3 separate regions of the Pan troglodytes genome follow, and all the other regions are linked to region 1. A link is a contact called in public capture Hi-C data. All regions are on one chromosome and are shown on one strand. The core of a region is the stretch at or near the end of the contact, and the rest is flanking DNA. Distances in the headings are between cores, read along the strand shown. Region 1 has its middle 25 kb from the start of HES1. Region 2 has its middle 68 kb from the start of CPN2. Region 3 has its middle 94 kb from the start of CPN2.

Evidence for each region. Capture Hi-C pulls out chosen DNA fragments and counts their contacts.
Region 2: a contact with region 1 is called in a capture Hi-C map of stem cell-derived neural stem cells, with 3 times the contacts expected there. The contact joins two enhancer-like sites.
Region 3: a contact with region 1 is called in a capture Hi-C map of stem cell-derived neural stem cells, with 5 times the contacts expected there. The contact joins two enhancer-like sites. A contact is called at or near these places in 1 of 7 Hi-C or Micro-C datasets (induced pluripotent stem cells) and 1 of 1 other capture datasets (stem cell-derived neural stem cells).

Annotation. Positions count from the first base shown.
Region 1 is chr2:197,342,999-197,347,496 of NHGRI_mPanTro3-v2.0_pri, forward strand. No RefSeq gene overlaps it. Among named protein-coding and RNA genes, the nearest start is that of HES1, 25 kb to the left of the region's middle. Within about 2 kb of position 2,498, at least 1 of the 24 cell types and tissues checked has an H3K27ac peak or open chromatin away from gene starts, as enhancers often do. A contact at or near this core is called in stem cell-derived neural stem cells, where this site is marked.
Region 2 is chr2:197,467,058-197,471,555 of NHGRI_mPanTro3-v2.0_pri, forward strand. No RefSeq gene overlaps it. Among named protein-coding and RNA genes, the nearest start is that of CPN2, 68 kb to the right of the region's middle. Within about 2 kb of position 2,549, at least 5 of the 24 cell types and tissues checked have an H3K27ac peak or open chromatin away from gene starts, as enhancers often do. A contact at or near this core is called in stem cell-derived neural stem cells, where this site is marked.
Region 3 is chr2:197,441,001-197,445,498 of NHGRI_mPanTro3-v2.0_pri, forward strand. No RefSeq gene overlaps it. Among named protein-coding and RNA genes, the nearest start is that of CPN2, 94 kb to the right of the region's middle. Within about 2 kb of position 2,676, at least 2 of the 24 cell types and tissues checked have an H3K27ac peak or open chromatin away from gene starts, as enhancers often do. A contact at or near this core is called in stem cell-derived neural stem cells, where this site is marked.

The sequences.
Region 1 (4,498 bases), core at 1,248-3,747:
AACTAGAGGATAGGTTAGAAGAGGCTCCAGGGCTGGGTGTGATTGAAAGAGGGTGGGTAGAGCCATGCCAGGTCTGACTGGTTTCATGTGCTAATGAGTCACAGTCACCAATCAGTCTTCATCCAGGAAAAGCTGCCTCTTTAAATCCCCTGGAGGGGACCAGGTGGAGCCAGGAGAACCTGACCTGGAGATGGGCCCTGCTCCAACCCACTGTGACCTTGGCAATGTCACTCGCCCTCATTTAAAAATGGGAGCGTGGGATCATATGGTTCCTCCAGCTTGAGACCAGAGTCCTCTGAACTGCTGTCCCTGGATGCCTGCCCCTTGAATGGGGGTCAGGCTGTGCATACATTGTGAACTATGGAACCATTTATGCCAGATACTGCAGTTAGAAGCTGAGGCTTATGTTCATGAGTCACAGGCATATATGTTCTGTCCCAAGACACAGAACCCCTTTAAGCCTCTACCATTTATCCACCCTTGTCCCCAGTCTCTGCCCAGTCCTGAGTCCTACCTCTTTTGTCTCCTCCCTGACTCGTTCATGTTTTAATCATTCATTCATTCATTCATTCAATGAACACCTTTAGCACCTACTGTATACTAGGCCCTATATTGGGCACCAAGCCCTATTCCTGAACCCAGTCTGGGGTGAAGTTTCTAAGTGGAGAGGGAGAAAGAAAAGGCAGGCAGGGGTCCCAGAGATTGTGCCATTCCATGCTGTCAGGTCTGTCCAGGAATATGACATTCAGCTACCACCCTAAAGACAGCTCTCCAGGCCGGGTGCGGTGGCTCACACCTGTAATCCCAGTACTTTGGGAGGCCGAAGCAGGCAAATCACTTGAGTCCAGGAGTTCTAGACGAACCTGGGCAGCATGGGGAAACTCCATCTCTACAAAAATACAAAAAAATTAGCAATTAGCTGGGCCTGGTGGCACGCACCTGTAGTCCCAGCTACTTGGGAGGCTGAGGTGGGCAGATTGCTTGAGCCCAGGCTGCAGTGAGCCAAGATCGCGCCACTGCACTCTAGCCTGGGTGACAGAGCGAGGCCCTGTCTCAAAACACAAAAAAGACAGCTCTCCAGCTCTGGGGATAAGAAGGCCCTATTCCACTATGTGTGGATCCCTCTGCAGCTGCCACCCACTTTCTGGATTTTCTCCAGATTTCCTAGAGTGAGGAAGGAGGGGAGTTTCTGTGCAGGAGTGCCCTGTCACATCTCAGCTTCAGTCTTTTGAAATTAAATTTGTGATTCCTCACCCCTTACATCTCCCCCTGGCCTGGCTCGCAGGAGTGCCCTCCCTTCCCTGTCCAGGTAAAGCATCTTCAGTCACTCTGGCCACCTTATACTCAAGTACATTTGGGTGCATGGGGCCCTCTGAGGAGGCAAATGACCTCTGGAGTGGAAGGGCCAGTGTGATCAGGACAAGTGGAGGCGGCACTGGCTGACCCACTGAGGACTGAAACCACAGCAGAAAGCTGCACTGGGATGGGGAGAAGGTTTGGAGTGTGTTGGAGGGAGGCCCCTGGCAGACCCAGACAGTAGCTGAGTGATCTGGGCTTCAGGATTCAGGTTTACCTGACAGCGACAGGTAACCTGTTCTCTGCACCTCCAAGCTCCTCCTGCCCCTCACTATGGCTCTCTGTACTTGCTATGAACTGGGAGAGGCAGTTCTGGAATCTAACCCATGCTCCAGGGAGGTAAGGCAAGCTCCCCGGGCCACTGACAGAGCAAGCCAGGCCCTTACTTCTGCTGGAGTGAGGCGTCCCCACCATCCCCGGCCTGTCCTGGAGAGTGATGCCTCCCTCTGGGGTGCTGGCCTTTGCCTTCAGTCCTTGGGGAGGCCACATCTTACCCACATTTTTCTTTGACCTGAAGACTGTTCATGTCCATAATTAAGGGGATGATGAAGGCAGGGAAAGGCAAAGTGGAACAGGGATCCCAGAGCATCCCAAAGCTGTTACAACCTCTGAACAAAAGAAGAAGAAAGATATCTCTGAGCTAGGGTGAGGAGAATTGGTCAAAGGTTAAAGGCAGAGATGAATTAAGGTGAGTGTGTAGCAGTGGGTGTGGAGAGAATGAGACTGATTTACAGTCTTTTGAGGGCAAAAAGTTAGAGTCTTTTCTGTCTTCAAAGCCTGATCCCAGGGCTCAGCCTGAGTATCTCTCTCTCTCTCTCTCTCCACCCCCCTCTCCACCCCCTACCCCGTACTCCTTTCTCTCCTTCTCCATTTGCCAAGCTTCTCAGGACCTGGCATTTACTTCTGCCAAGCTGTAGGTCTTCCTCCCCACTCCAGGAATTTCACAAATAAATCCCTGAGAACAGAGCCTGCCTCACAACAAACAGCACATGGGTTTCTGCTCAGCCTCTGTGGCCTTGGACCAGCTTCTGGGAAAGAGCCCCTGCCTGGCTACAGGCGCAAACACAGCCCTGCCTTTCACAAACATTCAGTGGTGAGAAGCAGTAGGGAGAAACCCCAAGCCCCCAGGTGAAGGAGCTGTGCCCAGGCACGCACGGTAAGGTCAGGCTGTGCCGGGGCCACGGCTCCCCCAGGCTGAGCTGGGATCCAAGGCACAAGGCTTCTCCCTCAGGGGACTAGCCACTCAACTCAGCGACCTTGACAAAGTTATTTTAGCCTCCCTAGACTTCCCTTTCCCTATTTTTTACATAGATCAGAGGTTTATGCTGCTTAATTCACAAAGAAACTACAAAGAAAAAAACTGATTTGTTTTGAAGCATTCTATCTTCCTGAGAGGAGCGCAGGTTCTAGCAAACTCCTTGAACAGACACGGATACATATGTACACACATTCATGATGTATTGACCTGTCCACACACTCACACTGCCCCATTCATGGGTTCGGCTGCAGCTCTCCAGGTATAGGGACATTGGTGCACTGCAGTGTCCCCTGCTGTGTGGTGCTTGGAGCAAAGCTAATGCTCAATAAATATCCACTGAATGAGTGTACTTGACAGTATGTGCGGGCATCCTCTCCTTATGCCAGTCACTGTGCTCGGGGTTGGGGGACAGCCCTGCCCGCTAGTTGCTCACAGTCCAGGAGGGAGACTTGCACGTACACTCACACAGCCAATGTAGAGTATTAATGGGCACCAGGACAGAAAAGAAAGGGGAGGTCAGAGCAGCTCAGAGTGGGGAGAGCCCGGCTCTGTCCCATGGTTTGGGGGTTTGGGGGACACCTGGGGAGGATGTCAAGGGGAAATACCTCAGGGCACTGAAGGAAGAGGGAGATGAGGTGGCTGCAGATGTCTTCCAGCAGAGGGAAAGCATGTTCCAAAGCCCTGAAGTGACACAGTAGAGTCAGGAGACCAGGAACTGCTTCTGGTGGCTGGACCGTAAAGAAGGAGGCAGCATAGTGAGACCCCATCTCTACAATCAAATAAAAATAGCCAGGCATAGTGGCACATGCTTCCCACTAGTCCCAGCTATCCAGGAGGCTGAGGCGGGAAGATCGTTTGAGCCCAGGAGTTCAAGGCTGCAGTGAGCTAGGATCGTCCCCCTGCACGCCAGCTTGGGTGACAGAGCAAGACTTTGCCTCTAAAAATAGTGGGAAGGGCTAGGCGGTGAGTTGTGGGGCCGCAGGCTGGGTGAGGAGTGCTGAGTCTGCAGACCGTGCGTGCCTACTTTCAACAATCTCTATCCTTCCCTCCAGCACTCCTCTTAGACTCTTAAAATGTGCAGCTTGAGTATCTTTTATCCTAAATGCTTGGGACCAGAAGTGTTGTGGATTTCACATTTTTTTCAGAATTTGGAATATCTGCATTATGCTTACAGTTGATTATTCCTAATTCAAAAATCAGAAATCCAAAATGTTCCAATGATATTTCCTTTGAGAGTTATGTCGGTGCTCAGAATGTTTTAGATTTTGGAGCGTTTCAGATTCGAAATTTTTGGATTCAAGATACTCAACCTGTCATAGTTTTACTTTTCTCTCTGCTGATTGAGAAACTATATATGCATAGAAGAGCTTACAGCCCTCTCCCAGCAACTCAGAGACAACCCACTTCTGATGTCAGTCTTCACACTGGGGTGCATCAGTTGGAAAGCATTACTTAGGTGACCATATAATTTATTATGTAACTGGTTCACTTTAGGGAGTGAAAGGGGTTATTACCAATAATTAAACCCTGGGGAAAAAAACAAGAACCAGGACTATTCTGGGCAAACCAGGATATATGATCACTCTAGGTAAAGATATTGGGTTGAGGCCGGGCACAGTTGGCTCATGCCTGTAATCCCAGCACTTTGGGAGGCTGAGGCAGGAGGATCACTTGAGCCCAGGTGTTCAAGACCAGCCTGGGCAACATGGTAAAACCCCATCTCCACAAAAAAATACAAAGATTAGCCGAGTGTAGTGGTGTGCGTCTATAGTCCCAGCTACTGGAGAAGCTGAGGCAGGAGAATTGCTTGACCTCAGGAGGTTAAGGCCGCAGTGAGCCATGATCATGCCACTGCATTCTAGCCTGGGCAACAGAGAAAGACCC
Region 2 (4,498 bases), core at 1,299-3,798, 120 kb after region 1:
TCTGTGGTTATGACGCCCCGATCCCTGCTACATTAGGCATGGTGAAAAGAAAAGGACCAGAGGTGTCTGCTGCACTTCGTCTAGGTGGGCTGTGTTCTCCTCTCAGTAGAGGAGGCCTGGAGATGAGGGATGGAGATTGAGGAGGTGTGCTTCTCAGATGGATGCACACATCTGGAGGGCTGCCATTCTCCCCAATGATCCCCAAGCCTTAGAGTGACTGCCGAAAGGGTTCTATAAGCACATGGCTGGGGCCTCTGACTTGAGTGCCTCCTGCTGCAGCAAGGAACAAGGTTCCACCCCCTCAGTGGATCTGGGGTCTGGCGGCTGGACATGGAACCCTCCCCAGGGACAAGCCAACCAGAGATGTTCCCAGGCTCCGTCTTTATTCCAAAGGAATAGGGAGGACCAATGCCAGGGCATTAGGGGATGAACCAGGAAGGGTGTAAGCCCAATCCTCTCCTACTGACCAAGGAAAGAAGGGAACAGAAAATCACTTAACATCAGGTTCTCCTAAGAGGTCTTGCAGTGCGAGGTAAATCACCTAAGCTTGGTGTTGGGTACATCTGGGTTTCAGTACGGGCTCTGTCACTACTACCTATGTCCGCAGCCACTCTAGGCTTGTTTCCTTACCTACAAAATGTGCATAATGAGAGATTTCATATCATAGAGCTGGGAAAATTAGAGAATCCATTTAAGACCCTTAGAGTAGTGACTAGCACATAATTAGCACTCAATATTATTATTGTTAAGTTTGCAAAAGATATCAGAGTTCATTCAGCTCCACTGCACACCTTGCATAGGAATTCCCTCCAACTGATGATGATAGAGGATGCTTGGGCCACTGCTTTGAGGACCTGGGATCTCACTCCCTGCCCTGGCAGCCTAGGACCACAGGGCCAGCCCACAGATGGGCAGCTCACACTGGACCCGGAGCCATAATCAGCCTTTCTACGGCTGCCTCCTCCACTTCTGTTCCTTTTGTAACCCAATAGCAAACAATAGTTTTGAATTTAAAGTAGCCCTGTAACACAGGAAAGGAAAAATAAAAGTGCACCCTCCTATTTTAGCTTAGGTGAAATCTCCTTGGCAATCCCCCAAATGTTTGACTCAGCCTCACTTGCATCTTGTTTCATTTTAAAGCCAAGTTATAACTGACACATGCGATCGAAAGCCCAGTATGTTACAGGGATGGGGAAGGAGGATGCCTGCCCATAAGACTAAGTACGACCATTCAGACTGGGAGTAAGCAGATGCGTGTGCTGTCGAGTATATTGGCCGGAGAGGTGTATCTATAACTGGAAGAACACGTGTGTGTGTGTGTGTGTGTGTATACAGGAGGGTGAGTGGTGTGGACTGTTATGTGCGTGTGTGGATAAGTTGGGGGAGTGTATGCCTGGGTGTAGGTGTGTGGGGGTATGTTGGGTGTGTGTAAGTATGTGGGTATGGGTGAGGACTATCCTGGTGCTCCCTGGCCAGGGCACAGTGATCCCCAACTGCAGAACAGCCACTAATTTGGGAGTGCATTTCTTTTTATACCAACTTCCCCACTCTTCTCAGGAAGCTGCATTTGTTGGCCAGGATTTGAGATTTCTTTCACTGAGGCCTCCGGAGAGACATTCCAACGGTGAACATAAAGCACAAACTCAAGAAATAAAACCACATGTACTGCCTCAAAGGCAACAAGGCAGGAGGGTGTAAAAAACCCCAGGGGGAGATACAAAGGCTCAAAGTTCTGCAACCCACACCCCTTGGAAAGAGAGTAGGGTCAGCTCCTCTCCCACCCCAAACTGCCAGTTTGAATTTTTTAAAAAATCAGCCTTATAAGCAAACATCTGCCACTCTCCGGCTTCTGAATGAAAGGTGAAGATCAGAAAAAGGAATCTTTGTGTTTTCATTAGGTATTTTAGCAAATGCAATGAGGACATTCAGATTTGATTTCCCTGTTTTGTACACACACATAAGTCGGTGCTAAGAGGATTACTCTTCCTGGAACTGCGTCCTTCCTAAAGGCCCCGGTCAAAAGAGACCCTTGTTCAACAGTGTTTTCTCTGATTCCTCTGGCTTTTCTTCCTTGCCTCAATGTGCACACATCTAGCTTGCTCCTAAATCCACCCACCTCACAGACTTTGGGATAACGATGGTCCGAGCACTCCATTCTCCTCCTGCCCGGGTTCCTTAATAAAGCTGGAGATGAACATTAGCGCTTGGTTCAGCAGCATCCGAAAGCGAAACGGTGGCCTCCTCGAGCCCTCGATGCCCCATAGAAAAATGTAGCCTTTTTGCCTCTGCTCCGATGAATGGCTTTTCGAGGGTTTTCATTAGGACCGGGTCTGCTGGTGCAGAAAGCCTCACAGATGTTGACATTTTTTCATCCCTGGGTTAAGATGTCTTCCATAAGCTTTTATTCCTCATTTGTTACTTCTTTATTATCCGGGAGGTTTTGCCTCCTCCCTCTTCTCCTTTCTCTGAAGAGAGCAGCGGTAGCTGAGCCCGTCATTATCTCGGCCCTTTTCTCCTGCCTCCAGAGGCAGCCCGGGACTCGGGTCCCATTGTGGCAAACAGCAGGTAGCTGAGGCAGGCCGGGTCACTCCCCAGACCCTTTTGTGCGGCCGTCCCCTCCTCCCTGCAGCTTGGTTCTGGGGATGTAAAAGGTCAGGAGCAGCCAAGCTTCCATACCTGAGCTTTTGTCTGGGGCTGGAGGCAAATGATTTTAGAAGCAATTTCTTGGAAAGCAGCCTGGAGACTCCCGTCTCCCTCGTTAAAATGCACAGCTGTACTCCTAGCCCACTCCTTGGGGCTGGGGGTGAGGGGACAGGGGGATTAGCTCAGATCATCTGGATCCAAAAATGCCCTGAGAAAAAAACTTTCTACCCAGAGGATGGTTGAGACAATTCACATGGAAGCCTAGAGCCCTGAAATGCTAAGCAGTGTTTTGTGATAAACAGAGTGTGGTGTTCTGTCACTTTTGACTCTTCTTTGTTTTTAGTCGTAGCAGCCTGCAGCCTCCCTGCAACCTCCCTTTCCTTACCTGTCAAATGGAAATGATCCACCCTCCCTACCTGCCTCACACAGTTTACTAGTTATTCTGTGGATCCAAGGAGGTGATATAGAAACTGTTTTGCAAGCCATAAGATTCCATACGGCATTCACCATTTTTGCCCTCTGCTGGCTGTATGGACCCTGACTTGAATATAAGCCATCCCATAATGCAGTTAATTTTTCTGAAAATTATAGAGCAGAGATACAGGCAGATTTAAGGGCCTTAGGGCATGTGGTTCCAAGCCCTGCCCAAGCTTATGCTTTGCAGGTGAGGAAGGTCTCGGGGCAAGACAGGCTTTCATGGTGGTAAATTCCTTGAGGTTTGATGTAGCTCCCCTTAGAAGGCAGCTATGGGAAGCCACCTGCAGAAAGCTGGTGTGCAAATTTATGTAGGGAAAGATAAAAAGGGCCCAGGGGTGCTCACCAGCCACCAGCTTAATATAAGCCTTTGCAACCTGGCTGCCAGAAGAGCCAATGGGAGCTTAAGCTGCCTACCGGAAAGAAGGGGGTCTCCCAGGCTCCACCCAGGGTGCTGAGACCTTTCTGGACATCACATCTGGAGAGAACTGTGCAGGTACAGAATTCTGCTCAAGGGAAAGAGACTAGAATCATAAGAGGACTAGAAATCTCACTCTTACAAACACTGGCTGGGGAAGCTGAGGTTGCTTCCCCTATTTGAGAGTTCAGGGATATTCGTAGGGAAGGGGAATCGGGCTCATTCTGTGTAGCCCTAAGGACAGGCACTGGGACTGCAGAGTGGAAGCTGAAATGAAAATGTTTTGAGCATGTGAGAGGAAAATATTTCAAATGCCCAGAATTTAAGAGAGAGTGAACAATCTATCACTAAGGGTAATCTAGCAAAGTGGGATACTGGGGAGAAGATTCATCATCCCTGAGCATTCATTTAGGGCTTACTCTGTGTCAGGCCCAACATGTCCTTTCTAATCATGAAATTACTCCATTCTTTGATTTATTAAGAAATATAACATTCCTTTTAAACAACCAGGTCTCACAACTCACTATCACGATGGCAACACCAACGTGGATGGTACCAAACCATTAATAAGAAGCCAGCCCCATGATCCAAACACCTCCTACCAGGCCCCACCTGCAGCACTGGGGATTACATTTCAACATGAGACTTGAGCAGGGAAATAGATCCAAACCGTATCAACAAACATAGGCAAATCACATCTATTTTAACATACTAGCAATGAATACATGGACACCAAATATAAAATATGATCTATAATCAAGAAAATGAAATATTTAGGTGTTAATATAACATATAATCAAGAAAATGAAATATTTAGGTGTAAATATAACTAAAGATGTCCAGCACTTATGTGTTGAAAACATCAAAATGCTAATGAAAGAAATCAAAGAAAAATCTAAGTAAATGGTTGACATATGATAGTCACGGATAGGAAGACTCAAAATAGTAATGATGTCAAATTTC
Region 3 (4,498 bases), core at 1,426-3,925, 98 kb after region 1:
AATTGATTCATTTGAATGTAACTACTTTAAAATCACCCCTTCTCCAAAGGTCTAATTAGCAGTCTAATGGGATCAGAAAAAGGAAAAATGGGATCTGACAAGTTTCTATGCTTGATTCCAGAGAGTTCATTGAGGTAGTTTCTCTTTTCTCTAGACTCTTTTGTTAGATTCTAATGGAAATCCTGTCTGAAGAATTATTATAGAACAGTGCAGCTCATACTTTAATGTGCACACAAATAACGTGGAGATCTTGTTAAAATACAGATTCTAACTTAGGAGGTCTGGGGTGGGGCCTTGGAGTCTTGAACCTCTGACAAGCTCCCCATCGATGCTGATGCTGCTGGCCCACGGACCACACTGCAAGCTGCCAGGCTCCAGAACACTGTCTAATGACCACTGAGCACTTGCAATGTGGCTCGTCTGAATAGGGATGTAATGTAGGTGAATGAATGAGAGAATATAAGTGATGTCAGTGTAAAATATATCATAGTTTTCAAAGACTTAGTAGAAAAAAAGAACATGAAATAATTTTTATATTAGTTGGACATTGGCATAATAATATTCTGCCCTGGGCGTGGTGGCTCACGCCTGTAATCCCAGAACTTTGGGTGACTGAAGCAGGCAGATCACTTGAGACCAGGAGTTAGAGACCAGCCTGGCCAACATGGCAAAACCCTGTCTCTACTAAAAACACAAAAATTAGCTGGGCATGGTGGTGCACGCCTGTAATGTCAGCTACTCGGGTGGCTGAGGCACGAGAATCACTTGAACCCAGGAGGTGGAGATTGCAGTGAGCTGAGATCGTGCCACTGCACTCAAGCCTGGGCAAGAGAGCAAGACTCTGCCTCAATAATAATAATAAAAATATTCGGGGCACATTAGATTACATAAAATGTATTATTTTTAAAATTACAAATTTTATTTGTGAAAGAGACTGGTAGCACCCCTCTGTCAATTATTCAACTCCCCTTTTTCCTTAATAACAGATTTCCAGCTGGGCAAATGGTAGCCACATGGAATAAAGACTATATTCCCCAGCTTCCCTTCCAGCTAGGTGAGACCATGTGATATAGTTTGGACATTTACCCCAGCCCAAATCTCCTGTTGAATTGTAATCCCCATTGCTGGAAATGAGGCCTGGAGGAAGGTGTTTGGACCACGGGGGCAGATCCCTCATGGCTTTTGGTGCTGTCTCCATGATAGCGAGTTCTCACGAGATCTGGTCATTTAAAATCCTGTGCTCCCCCTCACCCCGCCCACTCTCTCTCTCTCTTGCTCCTGTTTTCTCCATGTGAAGTGCCTGCTCCAGCTCTGCCTTCTGCCGTGACTGTAAGGTTCCTGAGGCCCCTCCAAAAGCAGGTGCTACTATTCTTGTATAGCCTGCAGAACCATGAGCCAACTCGACCTCTTTCCTTATTATAAACCCAGTCTTGTGTATTTCTTTACAGCAATGCAAGAACAGCCTAATACACTGTGTGACTAATCACTGCATGAAACGGAGGGAGAGACTTGTGCAGCTTCCAAGAACCTTCCTTAAGAGATTATGTCAGTTCACCCCTTGCCTTCTTCTTCTTCATTCCTTCCTCCATCCTGCTGACTAGAATGAAGAGATGTTGTCATCTTGGACCATGAGGTCAAGGCCATGAGTGGACCAACAGGATGTAAATGTCATGAGGGCAGGGATTTTGTCTGTTCCCCACTCCCCAGCTGCCGTGATCCCAATGCCTAGTTGGTGCTAAATAAATATTTGCTAAGTGAATGAATGAACGAACAAGCCTGGGAGTCCGACACTGGGGAGGCAATGTCAGCCCCAGACCACCCACCTGGACTTTTACATGAGTGAGAACCAAACTCCTACCTTGTTTAAACCAGCCCTAATCCTATCAATACAATTTTTAAAAGTCCTATCATTGTTTTAGGCCATATAAAGTATACCTAAAATGTTAGCTAAACCTCGGTAAATTGAATCACATTTCCAATGCATTGTGATATTCATTTTTTAATGTTGTGGATTATTTTACAGAGCCAAAATCCATCCACTTGTATGTTTAATAAGTTTAGGTTTTAGTAATTTGGGTTTCTAAAACCAAAATACACTTCCAAGAGTACTTTCTTACTAACAATGCAAAGCACTGTAAAAATTTAATCCAGCAATGATTTTCTTAACAGCCCTAGAATGTAATATAAGTGTTATTAGAATGTAATATAAGAGTTAGTATCAAAGGCAGCATCTTATAAGATAGAGATGAGCTAATTTCCTTTCCCAACTCAGGGAAAATTTTCCATTTTCATTCTGTGCCTATTACACTTCACTGCTCTTAAATTGAACAAGAAGTTTACATCGGAGAGGTTAGGAGTGGCAGATTTTAAGCAAAAACAAGTGTTTTTTGCTTTTTAAGAAAAGCATTTCATTTCATTCTCTCAAGTTTTCAGCCCTGCTGACCTCTGAGAAGAATTACACCTTTATACATTGCTTTCTTAAAGGAAAAAAAAAAACTTTGGAAAAAAAAAGGGCCTGATTAATTAACTTTGGTATGCAAACAGGTGGGGGTAAAAGTTCAGTCAACACTGTGCAGAGCACCATGTCCGCATCTCCTATTCTCAGGAGAACAAGAGGAGCCGGCAGGATTTCAGTGAACCTGGAGAGGGCGGGTTGAACTACTGGCAGGGCTGGGGGCGAGGGTGGAGAGAGGCAAACAGAGAGACCAGGATGGACCAACCCTAGGTGTTTGCACTTGCGACCTTTCTCAAGGGCAACGAGAGTTACTATCACCTGTCACAGGAGGACAAAGGGGACACCAATGTGATTTGTCACCCTTCCTGTAGCCTGGAGGCCTTGTTCTTCATTCCAAACTCACTGGACTGAGGGCTTTGAGGTCACAGAGGCCAAAAATCAGCTGTGGGTCATGTTTGTCTCATGAGCGGTCACACACTGACACGCCAGTGAATGCCAGCTTCCACTGGAGGCTCCTGGGGCTGCAAGGCTCTGTTCTGTGACACAAGAGGAACCCCGGAAGGCCACTTGACTCCAGTACAGCATCCTTACTTGCCACACCATTACCCTTCCAGGCTGGAAGCCTCATGTTTGCCATGAGCCCATTGCCTGGGTATTTCTGATCAAGGAAGCTTTTTATCGGAAGGCATCTGATATCTAAGTTTCCTTTTAGTTGAAAAAAAAAAAACACTTTTCTCAAAATATACCATTGGTACAGATTTTCAGAGCTGAATTCCAAACAGAACTGAGTAACATGCCTTTAAACAACGTGTTTAAAAACTCTGGAGTCACAAGATACATTTAATGACTGATTTGTGATATCTTGCAGAAGACGGAAATTCTGGAAGGGAGACGAGACATAAATAGCATTAAAGTGCAAGAGATAAGAATGTATATAGTGAGATCCATCTGCGAGGCTAAAAATCATGTGCCAAGCAAAGAATGCCAAAGGATGGAGCTGGAAAAACCAGTGGAGAAAGCTCTGGACATGAAACTGGACATTGGCCTACTGTGAATGGGGAGCCAATGATTATTATAGAGGCTGAGCAGGACAGAACCAGATTTTTTTCTTGAAACATAAATCAAATGACAAAGTGGATAAATGGATGGCGTAGAGAGCTACGAGAAGCAGCTACTGCAAGGGCACAGATGCAAAACTCGGAGCAGGCAGGACCATGGAGCTGCTCGGAAATGGTGGCTACTTTGATGGTTGCTGGTCCTGAGGTGGAGGGAGCAATTCTGATGCAGAGGACGTTCAGGTTTCTGGCTTGAGACCTTGGGAGATGGAGAAGAAAGAGCAGTTTGAGAGGCGGAGGGTGGAGATGAAGAGGTCACTTTGGACAGTGTGTTTAGGTGCCTACAAGAGTGGCAATGGAGGAGACACTTTGGCAAGACTGCCTGGGTTTATAGGAGCCTCCTTTTTCCAGATTAAGGGCTATCTTTCCACTTATTCCCACAGTATCTTCACGTGTCACAGGGCAAGAAGATGCTGAGGCCCAACCTGGAACTTGTCCCTCAGCGCAAGTGGCTTTCAGTAGTAACAATGCATTCTTCCAGGTAGCAATTCCCACCATCTCATCAGCACCTACTGTGCACCCAGCCCTGGGCCCCAAGCTTTCCACTCTCTGTTTATCCTATGACAACCCTTTGAGTGAGGTATCGCCGCATATCTCAAATGGGCAAACTGAGAGCTAAGACTGAAAGAGCCAGTTACACGCCCAAGTTTTCACAGCTAGAAAGTGGCAGAACTGGTGCTCAAACCAGGCCTATGCGTTCCCTTCTATGAGACTGCACTCACCGCATTATATCACCGCAGGCAAAGGTCAGAACGGAAGCCTAACCAGTTCTATAACGGTATCATTTGCAAAACTCATTCATTCGTACATTGAATTAACACTGAACTCCTATTAATATATAGGAGCTAGAAGGGTATATGTACTAATATATCTACAAAATATAAATGTGGTCAACCTGACATGGGTGCTGGGGTAGAGATAATGCTCG